5 separate regions of the Mus musculus genome follow, and regions 1, 2, 3 and 5 are each linked to region 4. The links are chromatin contacts, called in public HiChIP or PLAC-seq and promoter capture Hi-C maps. All regions are on one chromosome and are shown on one strand. Each heading gives the region's core, a stretch centred on a gene start, on an enhancer-like site or on the middle of the called end of the contact. The rest is flanking DNA. Distances are from core to core; before and after follow the strand shown.

The links. Promoter capture Hi-C pulls out the DNA fragments that hold promoters and counts their contacts. HiChIP or PLAC-seq counts read pairs in DNA pulled down with a chosen protein or histone mark.
Region 1: a contact with region 4 is called in a promoter capture Hi-C map of pre-B cells, with 2.3 times the contacts expected there. The contact joins the promoter of Gimap8 here to the promoter of Malsu1 in region 4. A contact is called at or near these places in 1 of 39 promoter capture datasets (pre-B cells) and 2 of 484 Hi-C or Micro-C datasets (the 3T3-L1 cell line and stem cell-derived neural stem cells).
Region 2: a contact with region 4 is called in an H3K4me3 HiChIP or PLAC-seq map of embryonic stem cells, with 15 read pairs. The contact joins the enhancer-like site here to the promoter of Malsu1 in region 4. A contact is called at or near these places in 2 of 39 promoter capture datasets (embryonic stem cells and liver), 3 of 484 Hi-C or Micro-C datasets (CD4 T cells, neural progenitor cells and trophoblast stem cells) and 8 of 115 datasets of contacts at active chromatin or transcription factors (T-cell acute lymphoblastic leukemia, bone marrow-derived dendritic cells, embryonic basal ganglia and 4 more).
Region 3: a contact with region 4 is called in an H3K27ac HiChIP or PLAC-seq map of embryonic stem cells, with 5 times the contacts expected there. The contact joins the enhancer-like site here to the promoter of Malsu1 in region 4. A contact is called at or near these places in 12 of 39 promoter capture datasets (the 3T3-L1 cell line, 3T3-L1-derived adipocytes, the C10 cell line and 9 more), 4 of 484 Hi-C or Micro-C datasets (CD4 T cells, the G1E-ER4 cell line, nephron progenitors and 1 more), 12 of 115 datasets of contacts at active chromatin or transcription factors (the 230-238 cell line, the SCID.adh cell line, astrocytes and 7 more) and 4 of 9 other capture datasets (adipose tissue, liver, macrophages and 1 more).
Region 5: a contact with region 4 is called in an H3K27ac HiChIP or PLAC-seq map of extraembryonic endoderm stem cells, with 9 times the contacts expected there. The contact joins the promoter of Fam221a here to the promoter of Malsu1 in region 4. A contact is called at or near these places in 9 of 39 promoter capture datasets (the 3T3-L1 cell line, cranial neural crest, embryonic stem cells and 4 more), 15 of 484 Hi-C or Micro-C datasets (8-cell embryo, embryonic stem cells, large pre-B cells and 6 more), 25 of 115 datasets of contacts at active chromatin or transcription factors (the 230-238 cell line, the SCID.adh cell line, T-cell acute lymphoblastic leukemia and 15 more) and 3 of 9 other capture datasets (adipose tissue, liver and pancreatic islet).

The regions. Positions count from the first base shown.
Region 1 is chr6:48,645,864-48,648,563 of GRCm38.p6, forward strand. Gimap8 (GTPase, IMAP family member 8) reads left to right here and starts at 1,371. Exons shown (of 6, transcript NM_001077410.1): 1 at 1,371-1,422; 2 at 1,544-1,664. The coding sequence starts at 1,573.
Region 2 is chr6:49,411,854-49,414,553 of GRCm38.p6, forward strand. All of the region lies in intron 6 of Stk31 (serine threonine kinase 31), which reads left to right. Among named protein-coding and RNA genes, the nearest start is that of Stk31, 18 kb to the left of the region's middle. Within about 2 kb of position 1,373, at least 8 of the 459 cell types and tissues checked have an H3K27ac peak or open chromatin away from gene starts, as enhancers often do. A contact at or near this core is called in embryonic stem cells, where this site is marked.
Region 3 is chr6:49,337,469-49,340,168 of GRCm38.p6, forward strand. It overlaps Ccdc126 (coiled-coil domain containing 126), which reads left to right. Exons shown (of 3, transcript NM_175098.6): 3 at 2,358-2,700. The coding sequence ends at 2,542. Among named protein-coding and RNA genes, the nearest start is that of Ccdc126, 20 kb to the left of the region's middle. Within about 2 kb of position 1,268, at least 37 of the 459 cell types and tissues checked have an H3K27ac peak or open chromatin away from gene starts, as enhancers often do. A contact at or near this core is called in embryonic stem cells, where this site is marked.
Region 4 is chr6:49,072,509-49,075,208 of GRCm38.p6, forward strand. It overlaps Malsu1 (mitochondrial assembly of ribosomal large subunit 1), which reads left to right and starts at 1,287. Exons shown (of 4, transcript NM_029353.1): 1 at 1,287-1,595; 2 at 2,578-2,700. The coding sequence starts at 1,358.
Region 5 is chr6:49,366,373-49,369,072 of GRCm38.p6, forward strand. It overlaps Fam221a (family with sequence similarity 221, member A), which reads left to right and starts at 1,367. Exons shown (of 7, transcript NM_172727.3): 1 at 1,367-1,601. The coding sequence starts at 1,537.

The DNA.
Region 1 (2,700 bases), core at 121-2,620, 430 kb before region 4:
AGAGCCAAACCAGAAAGGCCGCAGAGCAAAATCATTCAGCAAACCAATCGTCGACCTGCTAAGTCACGAAGAAGTTGTGAGAAGCTTTAATTTCACTTTAAGCACTCTTCCAAAGCTTATTATTTCATTTAGGACGCCTGCCCTTCCCCCCGACCCGCCCCCAAGTCCATGGCTTCTCAGTTTTGGAGCAGCAAGAGCTTGCTAGCCCTTAGCTCAGCCTCACAGGCACCTGTATATCCTAGTCTATAGTTTTCACCTCAACATTTTAATTAGATGGTATTCTATGCACTGACCTGGTGCCCAGGGGAGGTGGGGACTGTTCTATGAGTGGACCTTCTTTATTAAGGTGAGGTGAGTGAATGGGAGGGGGAGGGGGATAGGGCAGTTTTCTTTGCCAGTGTATGAGTCTGTATGTGCCCTGTTCCCCAAATCCTTCAGGATCCTTATAGCATAAGCACACGTCACTTTAGACTTCTAACAAGGAAACCATGCTGTTCTCAGTGTGCCCCTTGCTTAGGAAGTACAGATCAGATTAGGTCGCTGGGACACAGTGAGTTCTGTGAGTCATATGAAAACTCAGGTTCAAACATTTCTGTGTTTTGCTAGCTGGGGGAAAGCTTTTTCTCATCTATGAGGGAGCACTTTATTCTGGGAGAAAGCAAATGGTTCCTTTGTAGTTTTATCTACATTGTGTGATCAGTCCAGGCTGAGGGAGACGGTGGTGGGGATGAGCCAAGAGGAAAGTCTGCTGGGTTTTACTCCCAAACTGACTTCATCAAAAACTTCCGATTTTGGTCTTTGCAAAGAATAGACCTGATCTAGTTTGCTTTTCTGTTGCTGCGATAAACATCAAGACCAAAAGCAACTTGAGGAGGAAAAGGTTGATTTCAGTCTACAAGTGATAATCTGCAGGAGAGAGGCCAGGGCAGGAGCTCCAGGCAGGAACCTGGAGACAGGAGCTAAAGCCGAGACCATGAAGGAATGCTGCTTACCTTTCCCTCTGGCTTGCTCAGCTGCCTTTCTTACACAGCTCGGGCCACCTGCCGAGGGATGACACAGGCCACCCTGACGGACTCTAATATAAATCAGCAATTAAGAAAATGGCTCTCAGGCATGGCCACAGGCCAGTCTGTTATAGGCAATCATTCAGTCGTGTTTTTTTTGTTTTTTTTTTTTTTCTACCCAGATGACTCTAGGTCTGTGTTACATTCATAGCTGAAGCTTACTAGGACAAGACCCAAGTAGGCCTTTCTGTTACCATCTTTGTCTGTAGCAGTGTGAATGACTGTGCTCCCACAGCCACATGGTGGCACCCAAGGGCATCTCCAGAAGACCTGTGCCTTTGTGTTCACACCGGCCCCTCCCTAAGCCCCTTCCGTGTTCATCCTATGTGCTCTGAGCTCCTTCTCAGGCTCTACTGATGTAAGACATGCTTCTAGAAACCTCTTTCTTCCTAGAAACATTTGGAAATCCTCCTGCCAGGGAGACTGGGGTGGCCTGGTAAATCTTTAACTCTCCTTGTGTGGCTCTTGGCCCTCTTTAGGATTTGCTTCCACTGACCTGAGGGCAGAGATGGCGACTTCATCCCACCAAGGAGCAGCTGCAGGAAGCCAGGCAGAGCACAGAAGCTGTGAAGCATCAGTAGGACAGGGGGAAAGACCGAGGTATGTTTCAGAGGTGTGTGTGTGTGTGGGGGGGGTCTATTATAGCTTGGGGGGGGGTGATAAGTTTAGACTGTGGAAGGCAGTCTGCCCTGTGTTGGGTTGGATTTCAAGAGCTGGAATTATGTCACTCCAACCAGATCCAGTAGGGATGTACCGTATTTTTCCCAAGAAAGAATGTGGAACAGCTGCCTGCCAGGAGGTCTGTGGGGAAAGGCTTCACACCTAAGGAGGAAGAAGAGGACAGAAGTGTGGCAGACAGGGAGGTTCAAGATCCAGCAGGGAGTGTCTCAGGGGTTGGACTCCCAGAAGGAAGTCACTGGTTGTCACTGGGACTGTTGGTCTCCTGGAGAAGCAGATGGCAGTATCTATGTCCTATATTCTCTCTTCGAACAATTTCCAGTCCTTTCACAGAAAGATCCAGTTAGTCATGTATTGAAGGAAGTCTTGAGTTTATGTACATTTAATCCAAACTGGCCCTCACCTGCTAACTCCTTTTCTTATGCTGACTGACTCACTGTCTAGGACTAAACGTCTTCCCCCGCTGGGCTCTGGAGGCCTCTCTGATCTCTTTTCTCTGGGACCACTTGCACCTTGATGTGGGATGAATCACAGAAGCTCCTTCCAATGGTTGAACTCGTGGTACCCTTGGGCAATATCCAGGGAAGACAGAGCGGGACTCACAGACTTACTCACTCAACTGCCAGGATAGGGTGATGATTGTCTTTTGGTGGAAACATTTTGCTCTTTGTAGCCAAGACCTCTGTGCTAACAAAGTGTAAGATCTTGGGGACTGGAAGCAAAGATTTTGCTGAGGTCAAGTAGTGTCGTTCCCATTTGATTTTTACCCATGAATTGCTGACCCATGAATCCTGCTATAGAGAGATGGCACTGTATACTTTGATATTACCAGACCCATGTATAGTCCCTATCCATGTTACTGTGGCCACTGTGATGAGATTGTTGGCTGATGATCAGGTGACTGGGGAAGAGGATGACTGGCACCAACAGAATGGGTCACCCTGTCAGCTTGATGATC
Region 2 (2,700 bases), core at 123-2,622, 340 kb after region 4:
TATCTATGTAACAAAACCTTTTCCAGTGAATGGGCAGGACAAGGCAACTTCCGGAACTACTATCTCATAACAGATCAGTGGGTTCCAAAGATAACCTTGGTGAAACACCTGAAAGTCAGTTGTCATCCATCCTCAGCAAGTGTCAGGTGAGCCTAGAAGTTCACAACTAAGATGATAACTAAGGTTGAAATGAGCAAGGTCTAATACAGCATGGAAAGGTTCCATCAATTTGCTTCCTCCAAAGATCAAGGTCAGGTACAAAGCATAGATAGGAGGTGCTAACTTAATTTGTTCTCTGTAATCCTTGGCGATTCTCTCTGAACTATTATGTTTACATGACCTGGAGCCTGTTCTGGGAGCCTCCCTCATTTCTCCACACCTGATCAACTCAGTGGATTTGACTTAGTCGGCTCAGACATACTCAAGGCCAAAGGTAAATGTGGCCCTGCTTTCCCGCTGCACCTCTGGCTCACTAGGTCAGAGTGACCCTGGGTTGGCACATGCCTCCAGCCTCCCATTCACCATCCCTGGCTGTCGGGGCAGTTCTAGCTGGGCGAACAGTCTACACCCCAGCTTTATCTTTTGCTGTGTCCCCTCCTTGGTCTGGGGGATCACCCACTCCTGGGACAGGCTTGTGTGCTTCATCTGTATTCTGTCAAGGATGTCTTCTCCTTAGGCAGATGCTCCTTAGCACACAATGCCTTTCTATCAGATTTTTCCTTAGCAACCCTAGCTCAACATAAATACTACTTCACCTAGAAGAACCTAGACAGGCCTCTTTTTCTGCTTAACCTTAAAAGAATATTTCTCCTTTAGCTTCTTTTATTTTTCAGATACTCTTTACATGTTGGTCTAAGTTACTGACATCTGCCATAGCCTTTCTTACTTTATAAAGATCTTGCTACACCAAAGGACTCAGCAAAGACACTAAAGCTTGATACTAGCCTTGAGGTCCCTTTGCTTAACTTCTCTGTGAACAGAGTTCTATCTGGGCCAGTGAACTGGGGTTCAAATATAGCCTCCCTATTCTTAGTTCCCTTAATAGTACCTTCCTCTTCTCTACGAACTTCCAGTTTTTGATATTTATGGAGACTTTGGATAGAGATAACTGTAGGCTACTTGAACCGGGTTCCTGAAAGGGAGGCTGGGGCTGCATGGGAGAAAATGGTGAGAGAAATAACGAGACCAAGACAAAGATACTGATCAAAGCCCAAAATTTACTTAAGAGTCTGAGCTTATAAAGTGGGGGGTGGGGTGGGGGGAACCCATCCCATCCCCCATCACACCAGGATCTCCTTTCATCTGGATAGAGTCAGGAGAACAGGTTCAGCATCTCAGCAGGTAGCTGCATCTTGGAGAAAATGGCAGAGGTGGCAGAACAATAGACCTATCTAGGTTGGAAGACTCCACCCTAGGTGGTCTTGTTCATAGAGGAGGAACAGGTCTGAGCCAGCCTGCTCAAGGCTGGGGGAGGCTACAATTCCTCCCTAATTATATAATAAAAATTAGCTGTACTGGGACTTAAAATTTACTTATGCTCCATGGTCCTGCCTGGGAATTATGGTGGCTGGCGGCCACGCATGTCTTAGGATTGTGGTCTTCAAATAACTTATTCTTATCCATCCTCGGGAGCATGTGCAGCTTGTTTGTGTTTATTTGCACAAACACAGCTCTGTGGTGTTGTTATGTACATATGTATATATAGACTATTAGTATATAAATTAAAGCTTGATTTTTCAACATTTTAAAACACTGGCTACAGCACACAATTTAATTATCTGTGCTGAAGCAGGAGGAAACTCAAAAGAATAAACATGTGATCCAATCACATATACTTTTCTCCCATAGAAGGGCTGTTTTTAAATACAGTAGATGTAGTCTTTATGGGATGCATGCATGCATAAATTTACAGAAAATACAAAAGCATGCATAGAAGCAATCTTTAACAACTTATCTTTTGGATAATAATTATCAGTTTTACCTAGAAAGTCTATGCAGTAGGCCAAATATCAATATTCTGCAATAACCAATTTAATTGCTGTTTGGAACAAAGAACAGATGCCTCGTCAGGTTTTTAAGACACATTTTTGTTGTTGTTGTTGTTGTTTTTCTAAAATTCCTTCATGATTTTATCTTACAATTCTTTATTAGCACCACAGCAATGTCATAATAGGATGTTAAAACTTTACTTGGAGATGAAGAAAGATGATTTTACATTAATGTTCTCTTTTGCCAAAGAATTGCTGTGGGCACACTGAGTAACAATAACTAAAATAAGCAGCTAATATTTGATTACCATTGATTAAAATTGATAACAATTAATTATAAAAGCTTCCTCTACTTTCTGCAAAGCCTTTTGTTTCTCACCAGTTAATTTGCCTCTCCGTTGATAACATCCAACAAAGGCTTAAGTCACCTTAAGGCATTAAGGTAAGGTCTTAGCCAATTAACATCTCCTGGAAGCTTTTGAAAATAATTTGAAGTAAGCAAATCATCTTTTCTTTCTTAAATTTTCTGTACCACAATCTTTCTAGGATAACTAAGACCCTAAATATTAAAAAGATATTGCCTTTGAATATTTTCTGGCTCATCAGCTACTCTCCAGAACTTTAAAGCTCATTGTGTGAGAGGAAAGAGTTGAAGTAATATATTCCATTTAAGAAACAATATACACTGAAGGATTCAAAGTCTTATCTTCTT
Region 3 (2,700 bases), core at 18-2,517, 260 kb after region 4:
TTCGGAGAGGCCTCACTAAGTCCGAGGTGAGAGCTCATAGAAACTAGTCCCTGAAAATTAGACAAGCTCTGAGCCTCTCAGTGAGGAGCTGCAGAGAGGCCTGCTGAGGCGGAGCTGAGGAAGGAGCTGAGAAGCCACGGCCAGGTCCACAGGATTAGAGCATCAGTCAGGGTGCAGGGCGGCGTCTGGATGGATGGGCAGGGGTTTGATTAGGGCTCATCAAGCAGAGGGGACCCTGCTGAACTGAAGTGCTGTGGAGAGCTTGGAGTTCTCAGTCTGTTGCGGCAATCCTATACTGCTCTGTGCTCCTGGCTGGTCAGGTGTGCACCTGCCCGGGACCACACAGACACACAGACACACACAGACACACACACACACACACACAGACACACACAGACACACACACAGACACACACACACACAGACACACACACACACACAGACACACACACACACATAGACACACACACACACAGACACACAGACACACACACAGACACACACACACACACAGACACACACACACACACACAGACACACACACACAGACACACACAGACACACACACAGACACACACAGACACACACACAGACACACACAGACACACACACAGACACACACAGACACACACACAGACACACACAGACACACACACAGACACAGACACACAGACACAGACACACATACAGACACACACACACAACACACACACACACACACACACACACACACACAGACACACAGACACACACACAGACACACACACACACAGACACACACACACACAGACACACAGACACACACACAGACACACACACAGACACACACACACACACAGACACACACAGACACACACACACACAGACACACACACAGACACACACACAGACACACACACACACACACACACACACACAGACACAGACACACACACAGACACAGACACACACACACACACACACACACACACACACACAGACACACACACAGACACACACACACAGACACACACAGACACACACACAGACACACACACACACACACACACACACACACACACACACTCCAGTTATTCTTAAAATGCCTTGGCTAACTCAATGACTGGCCACTCCTAATCCTTCCCCTGCTACCCCAGACCCAGTTGGGAAAGTGGCCAGAAAACTCACGCGGTAGGTTGGCTTTTTTCCTGCTGTTACTGTGTTCCCTTCTTCCTCTGGAGTCCTCTGATTCTCTCTCTGCATCCTACCCGCTCAAGTTTCAGTGTCCCGCCCTATACTCAGCAATTGGCTACTGGCGTCTTTATTGATAGATCAAAATCCAATAGGGGGCAAAGACCTTCAGTATCAGTAACCACAGATTCCTGATCAAAGCTTCAGAACCGCCCTCTACATCCGTCCTGTCTTGCTAGAGTGGGATGGTTGCACCACAGGTGGGTGGGCCGTTGCCATGTCTCAGTGTTAAATGTCTCTCTGCCATCCTCCCAGGCGAGGATGCTGCATCCATCATGGGTCTGGGGTTTGCCCTCTTGTTCATATGGAGCATTTGCCAGTTAATGCTTCATGGTTAGTGCTGGCCAGGCAGTAGCACCTGCACACAAACACGAATGCAAAGCCCAAAGCCTCTGCATTTGTCCTCAGCATGGAGCCAGAGGCTGCTGGAGTAGCCTGGAGTAGGTCAGAGCAGGTCGCCGGCCCTGTGCCCTGGCTCCCCACCCCCGTTCCCCATGGAGCTTCAGGGTCTGGCTTTTATGGGGGTAATTTGCTTATGGGGCTCTCCTGTTCTGCCTTCACTAGTTCTCCACCTGCCTGGTCCAGCCTCCTTATACCTACTCAGCAACTCAGCGTCCCAGGAGATGACTCACTGGTAAGAGCGTTGGCTTCTCTTCCCGAGAACCCAGCAGCTCCCACATGGAGCTCACAGCTGTCTTTAACTCTAGCATGGAATCCACCACCCTCCTTGGCTTCTGGGCACTAGGCATATACATGGTACACAGACATACATGCAGACCAAGTGCCTATACACATAAAATAAATGTGTTTTTTAACAGTAAGAAACAGTCTAAATGTTAAATGTTGTTGCTTACAAAGGGACTGATGTTTTGAGCCAGACTTTCAATCCGATGCACGGCTCTCAGAAGTGGAGAGTTCTGGTGTGCTTGTAACTCTGCTGCTTTGGGTGTGGTGCTAGTGATGATCGGTATGAGACTTTCCCTGTTGGGCTCCAAGTATCTTTTCTGAAACACTTTTGCTTTCAGATATCCTGATAATTGTTTACCTCTTTCCCTTAAACTGTAAAGATGTAAACATTAAGTGCTCTATTGCTATTTAATATGATTGATTCCAATTTTTCCCCATAGCTGATCTGAAGAGAACGATTGCAGTCCTCTTAGATGACATTTTGCAGCGCTTGGTGAAGCTGGAGAGCAAAGTCGACTATATTGTTGTGAACGGTTCAGCCACCAACACTACCAATGGCACCAATGGGAATTTGGTGCCGGTAACGACCAACAAAAGGACGAGTGTTTCGGGCAGCGTCAGATAGCAGTGAAGGGCACCTTGCACGGCTACCACTGTGGATTCCATCCATCGCAGCGCACCTCTTAAACTGCTGCCTAGGACAGAGTAATACTTGACAATAAAAGCTCTACACATCTCCAAGGAGCTTGCTGGATTCATAGGATGTTAATTCTGTATATATAA
Region 4 (2,700 bases), core at 37-2,536:
GTGAGGCAGGGCTCAGATCTAATCAGAAGGTGGTTGGCTGGCTAACCCCATAACTCATGCACTATTGACTCAGTGGGCGCATCTGGCCTGGCATTGGAATTATCACTCAGGGTAAGTCCACTGATGGCTTTTCTCCCCCAGTGACCTGCATGCCACCTCCTGACTCCATGAAAGCTGGGCAGCAGGTAAGAAGGTTTTAGATTAGTTTCAGCTTGAAAACAAGGAGTGTTGTCTTCACCAATATGTATGGTCTTACCATCTAGTTGTGGGAGACAACCAAAATAGCCTCACTTGTTTTTAGGTGGGCCCATAGCTGCCCTGACCAATAATGTAGGGATGATAGTATCCCAAACCCAGCACTGAGATTTTCATTTAATGACCCATATCTTTCATTTGAAAGCAATCAACCATACCTGATGCCGCCATTCAAACTTTTTTCTTCTTTTTTGTATGATTCATTTTTGTTTTGTGTTTTTAATTTTATGTGTTCAGGTGTTTTGCCTACTTATATGTCTGTACAATATGTTTGTGCACTTCATCTGAAGAGGGCATTTAATACCATTGAAATTAAATTCAGTCTGTACTTTTGACTGCTCAGCCATCTTTCTAGTTCTTGAATTTAGGGTTTTTTGTTTGTTTGCTTTTTTGTTTTTTGGACAGTGGGAAATGGCTAAAAATACTTAATTCCTATCTGACAGGGTTAATTTCTGCATATTTGGGGGAGAGGAAAAACAGAAAGGAGAGAGCTAGAGAGGGTTTGAAGGGGCTGGAGAAAGTGGGAGGGAAGGAGAAAAGGAAAGGAGAAAGAAGAAGAGGAAAGAGAGAGAGAGAGGTAGGAACCCTTTAATTCCTTTTAAGATGTATTTATTTATGTATGCCTACAAGACAGAAGAGGGCATCAGATCCTATTATAGGTGGTTGTGAGCCACCATGTGGTTGCTGGGAATCAATTCTCAGGACCTCTGAAAGAGCAGATAGTGCTCTTAACCATAGAGCCATCTTCTCCAGCCCCATAAAGATTATCTGGGCTCACTTTTTTTTTTCCTTTTCCTTCCTTTCCTTTCTTTTTTTTAAAAAAGAGAGACAAGGTTTGTCTGTGTATCCCTGGGTGTCCTGGAACTCACTTTGTAGAATAGGCTGGCCTTGAATTCAGAGATCTGCCTCGGCCTACCAAGTGCGGAAAGTAAAAGCGTAAGCCACCACCATCCACACGGTCCTCCTCATTCCTTAAACTACTCCCCAGGCAATCCGTCTAAATCACCGTTTCCGGTTACAGACCCGCCCACTTCGTGACGTAGAATCCCGGAGCCGCCCGGAAGCTCCACCACCTCCCCCCAGAGAAGTCGCGGCGAGAGCTATGGGTCCGGGCTGGTCGCCCGCGCGGCGTTTATGGCCGCTGCTGTGGCGCAGGGCGGTCTTCCAGAGAGCCGGCCCCGCAATGGCTTCGGTTCCCTGGCTTCCGCGGCTGGCAGAGCGATGGCTTCCCGCGAGGCCCGCGACCTGCCTGACCCCGAGCCTAACGCGCGGCCTGCACCATGGGCCTCAGCCCGAGGAGCGGACCGCTGGCGACGCTCGCCTGCAGCCCGGACCCGCAGGTACGCGGGCAGGACACCTGGTGGCCCGGCCTGACCCAGGCGGCCCTGGGCTTTCCTGTGCGCTTCGGGGGCAAGAGAAATAGCCATTCGCGCAGACGCAGAGCTGGAAGGGATTTGGGAGGTGGTCGGCACCAACTTTGCTTTGCGTACCCGAGAGTCCTAGAGGGAGGCTAAGGTAGCGTGTTGTCGTCAAAATTCCAGTCATAGAGCGGGCAACATCCGGCTCTTGGCTTCACAGCCCAGGATCCACCCCGTCTCACGATCTGCCCAGGGTCGTAGCAGGTGGACTGGTTGGTCTTAGTAGCACTAGTCCTAGCAGCCTCGTTTCTTCATATCTGTTGAAGGCTGTGGACCAGGTATTGTCTTGAGAACCCGCCTACCATACAGTATAGTTAAGTAACCTTTTTAATCTGCGATTCGATTTAACGTGTGCCCTAGGATATTGTCCTCTCCCTCAAATCATGCCGCTGGTTGTTGTGTAGCATCTCTGCATTTGTGGAGTGTTGTTCCTTTCAGTACTAGTAAATAGAAAGACATTTGCTTCTGCTTCCGTTTGGTAATCGCAGTATCCAGTGTCCGTAATCTGAACCTTCTACCTAGGAAAGCTGAGCAGTGCTTTAGGGAACTGTTGTCCGGGTTCAGTTTTAAGCTGGTTTTTGGTTGGTTGGTTTAGTTTGTCTTGAATGGAGATGGTATTAGGGGTTGGACCCAGGGCCACGTACATGCCACCACTGAAGCACACCTTCAGTCTTTTAGTTTAAAAATAAAAAATCTTTAGACCTTGTCTTTCTGAGTTGCTCAGCCTAACATTGAACCTGGGATCCTCCTGCCTAGTGTTCACCAAAGCATTTTAGATATAAATACACTTGTAGGGGGAGCAGTTCCACTGTCTCCAGGAGACTTCGTGTCAGTCTGCTTCTGTAGACAAATGTAGGTCTGTATTCTCCTCAGCCATCTGACACAAGCGTTTCTGCATTTTCAGATCACATTGGTGCCAAGTTTGACATCGATATGCTGGTTTCACTTCTGAGGCAAGAAAATGCAAGAGACATTTGTGTGATCCAGGTTCCTCCAGAAATGAGATACACAGACTACTTTGTGATTG
Region 5 (2,700 bases), core at 117-2,616, 290 kb after region 4:
GAATTCTTTTCTCCTGAGTAACGGTTAATTTCTTACTCCTTTTCAGCTTGCCAGAACAACTTATAGCTAAATTACTAACGGATGATAATTCCATTTTTATATAAAATGCGTGGAGATTCTTTTTAAATGTTGAAACAGACTTATCTTGGAGTCAGGTGTATAGTTTGGCAGTACAGAGCTTACCTAGCAGCTCAAAGGCTTTGTGCTCCTACCCGGAAGGCAAGAACTTGGCTGAATTGTTTCTGCTTGTTCTTCCTTAACCTGTTATTTTCTTTGGAGAACATTTTTTTTTCCTTGTCACTTGCACTGGTACTCAGGATTGCTGGTTTTATATTTTATTATTTTCCAGTGGCATCGAGACTTGAACCCAGGGTCTCAGTATGCTAAACTCATGCTGTCCAACTAAGCTTCTATGCTCAGTTCTCAGCCTCAACCGTAATACTGAAAACATGGACGTTGACACCCCTCCCCCACACTTCAGAGATGTACTGATTCGAAGTGTGTGATTGTGAATGGGTGCGTGCAGCAGTGTAAACAAGCTCTGAGGCCAGTGGGCAAGAGGAAAGGGTTGGGTGTCTTCCTCTATCATGCTCCATTTAATCCTTTCATGTAGTCTCTCCCTGAACCCAGGGTTGGGATTTTCTTGTCTAGGCTGAAAGCCAGCAAACCTCATTGATTTTTCTGTCTCCACCTACCTTGAAACTGGGGTATTAAGAGTCTGAGATGCCTGGTTCTTTATGTGGGTGCTGGGATCTGAACTCTGGTACTTATGATCGCACAGCAAGCACTCTTAGCTACCGCTCCAAGTGGCCAATTCTCCAAGACTACGTACATTTCGAGAGATTGATTAAATGGGAAGAGGTATATAAACCCTGTTTTGAGAACCCATTGTATCCTGGCACTGCACTTATTCTTAAGGAGACTCTGGGAATGAAGCAGTGAAGAGCACGAAGTTTGAAGTGGGCAAACAGCATCTGTTTTGCAGCCTTGGGCTATGCAGGAGAAGCCAATTTGTAGGGCTCAGGTAGCGGTAGGGTGGCGAAGCTCAAGCTAAATTAAGCTCAAGGACCCTTAGAGGATCGCCAGGTAGACTGTGGGCCACGGAAGCAATCACGAGGGTTGGTGGAGACGTTTGGCCTGGAGCAGCAAGAGGGGCGGGGCAAAGCGGGGCTTGGCCAAGGGGCGTGGCACAAGGAAGAAGAGGGGCGCTAGGACAGGCCGGATGCTAGGGTAGAGCGGGAGCTGGGGAGAGGTAAGGATGAGGGCGGAGCTAAGTGGGGCGGAGCCCAGAGGAGGGGGAAGATTGATTGGGGAGGAGCTGCGGGGAGAGGACGGGAGCTGAGGGGGACAAGGGCGGGACTAAGCGGGTGAAACAGAGGGGCGGGGCCCAGGACGGGGCGGGGCTAAGGGGGCGGGACCGGGCAGTTTCTGGCGGCAAGGCTGTTTGTTACTCGCGCAGGTCTGGTGGATCCTGCCTGGCAGCTGCAGGGCGGACTCAAGAGCTCGAGGCAAGGGCTCCTTTCGCTTCCCGCGGCCATGGAGCGGCTGACGTTGCCTCCTGGTGGTGCGGAGGCAGTGGACGAGTACTTGGAGTACCGGAGGTGAGGCCTTAACTCTGCTCCGCGGGGCGGGCTCCTGTTCACGGACTCTTGTCCGTCCGAGCACGGTGGGACGAACCCGGACCCAGCGGACGAACGTACTAGCGCTCTGGGAGTCTGTTCGGGAGGCCTGGATTAATTTCACATTTCATCCTCTGTAATTAAATTTGCAGACACACAATTCTATTCTATAATGAATCTCTTCGGAGACCACTTGAGAGTCTCCTTTGCCAAAAGGGATGATTAACTACTTTTAAAATGGATCCCTTTTTGTTTCTCTTAGTGACAATTGATTTACATATTGGGTCTATAAAAGTTAGTAGATGTCAGTTTATACATCAATTCAGTGCTCTCCCAAACCAAGGGAGATGGTTTTTGGACTTAGCTTCCGAGACTCCTCTCTGGAAGCAGGGAACACAGCTGCTTGCTCCTTTGGCTCCACACACATCTGCCCCCAATTCCCATAGCCTAGGAGGGGTTTCTTCTTGACAGCTGGGAAACTGGGAGAATAGAGGTTACAGACGACTTGGAGAATGTGTGTGCACAAAGGAAAAGCCAGATGTATAGAGCTTCCCCCAAGTCATTCGTGGGGTGTCCAGGCAGTTGGGTTTCCCAGCATATTGCCCCAATAGTGTAGTTTTGGGTAATGCTTAGAACTTTCTGAAGATTCTGAACAGGAAATGTGAGATGGAACAGCTTGATCAGTCTGTCTTAGTTAGGTTTCTATTGCTCTATTGAAACACTGATCAAAAGCAACTTAGGAGGAAAGGGTTTATTTCAGTGTATAGCTTGTAGGCCATGATCCAGGGAGGCCAGGCCAGGGGCTAATGCAGTGCCCCTGGAGGGTGCTGCTCATTGCTTTGCTGTTCATGGCTTGCTCGGCCTGTTTGCTAATAGCATAGTAATAGTGAGCTGGGCCCTCCTACATCAATCAGAGGTCCTGCCACAGGCTTGCCCACAGGCCAGTCTAGTGTGTATGTGTGTCATTTTTTCTCAGTTGAAATTTTCTTATTTTTTTAAAAATTCTTTTTAAAAAGGAATTATTTATTTTTTGTATATGAGTACACTGTACCTGTCTTCAGACACACCAGCAGAGGGCATC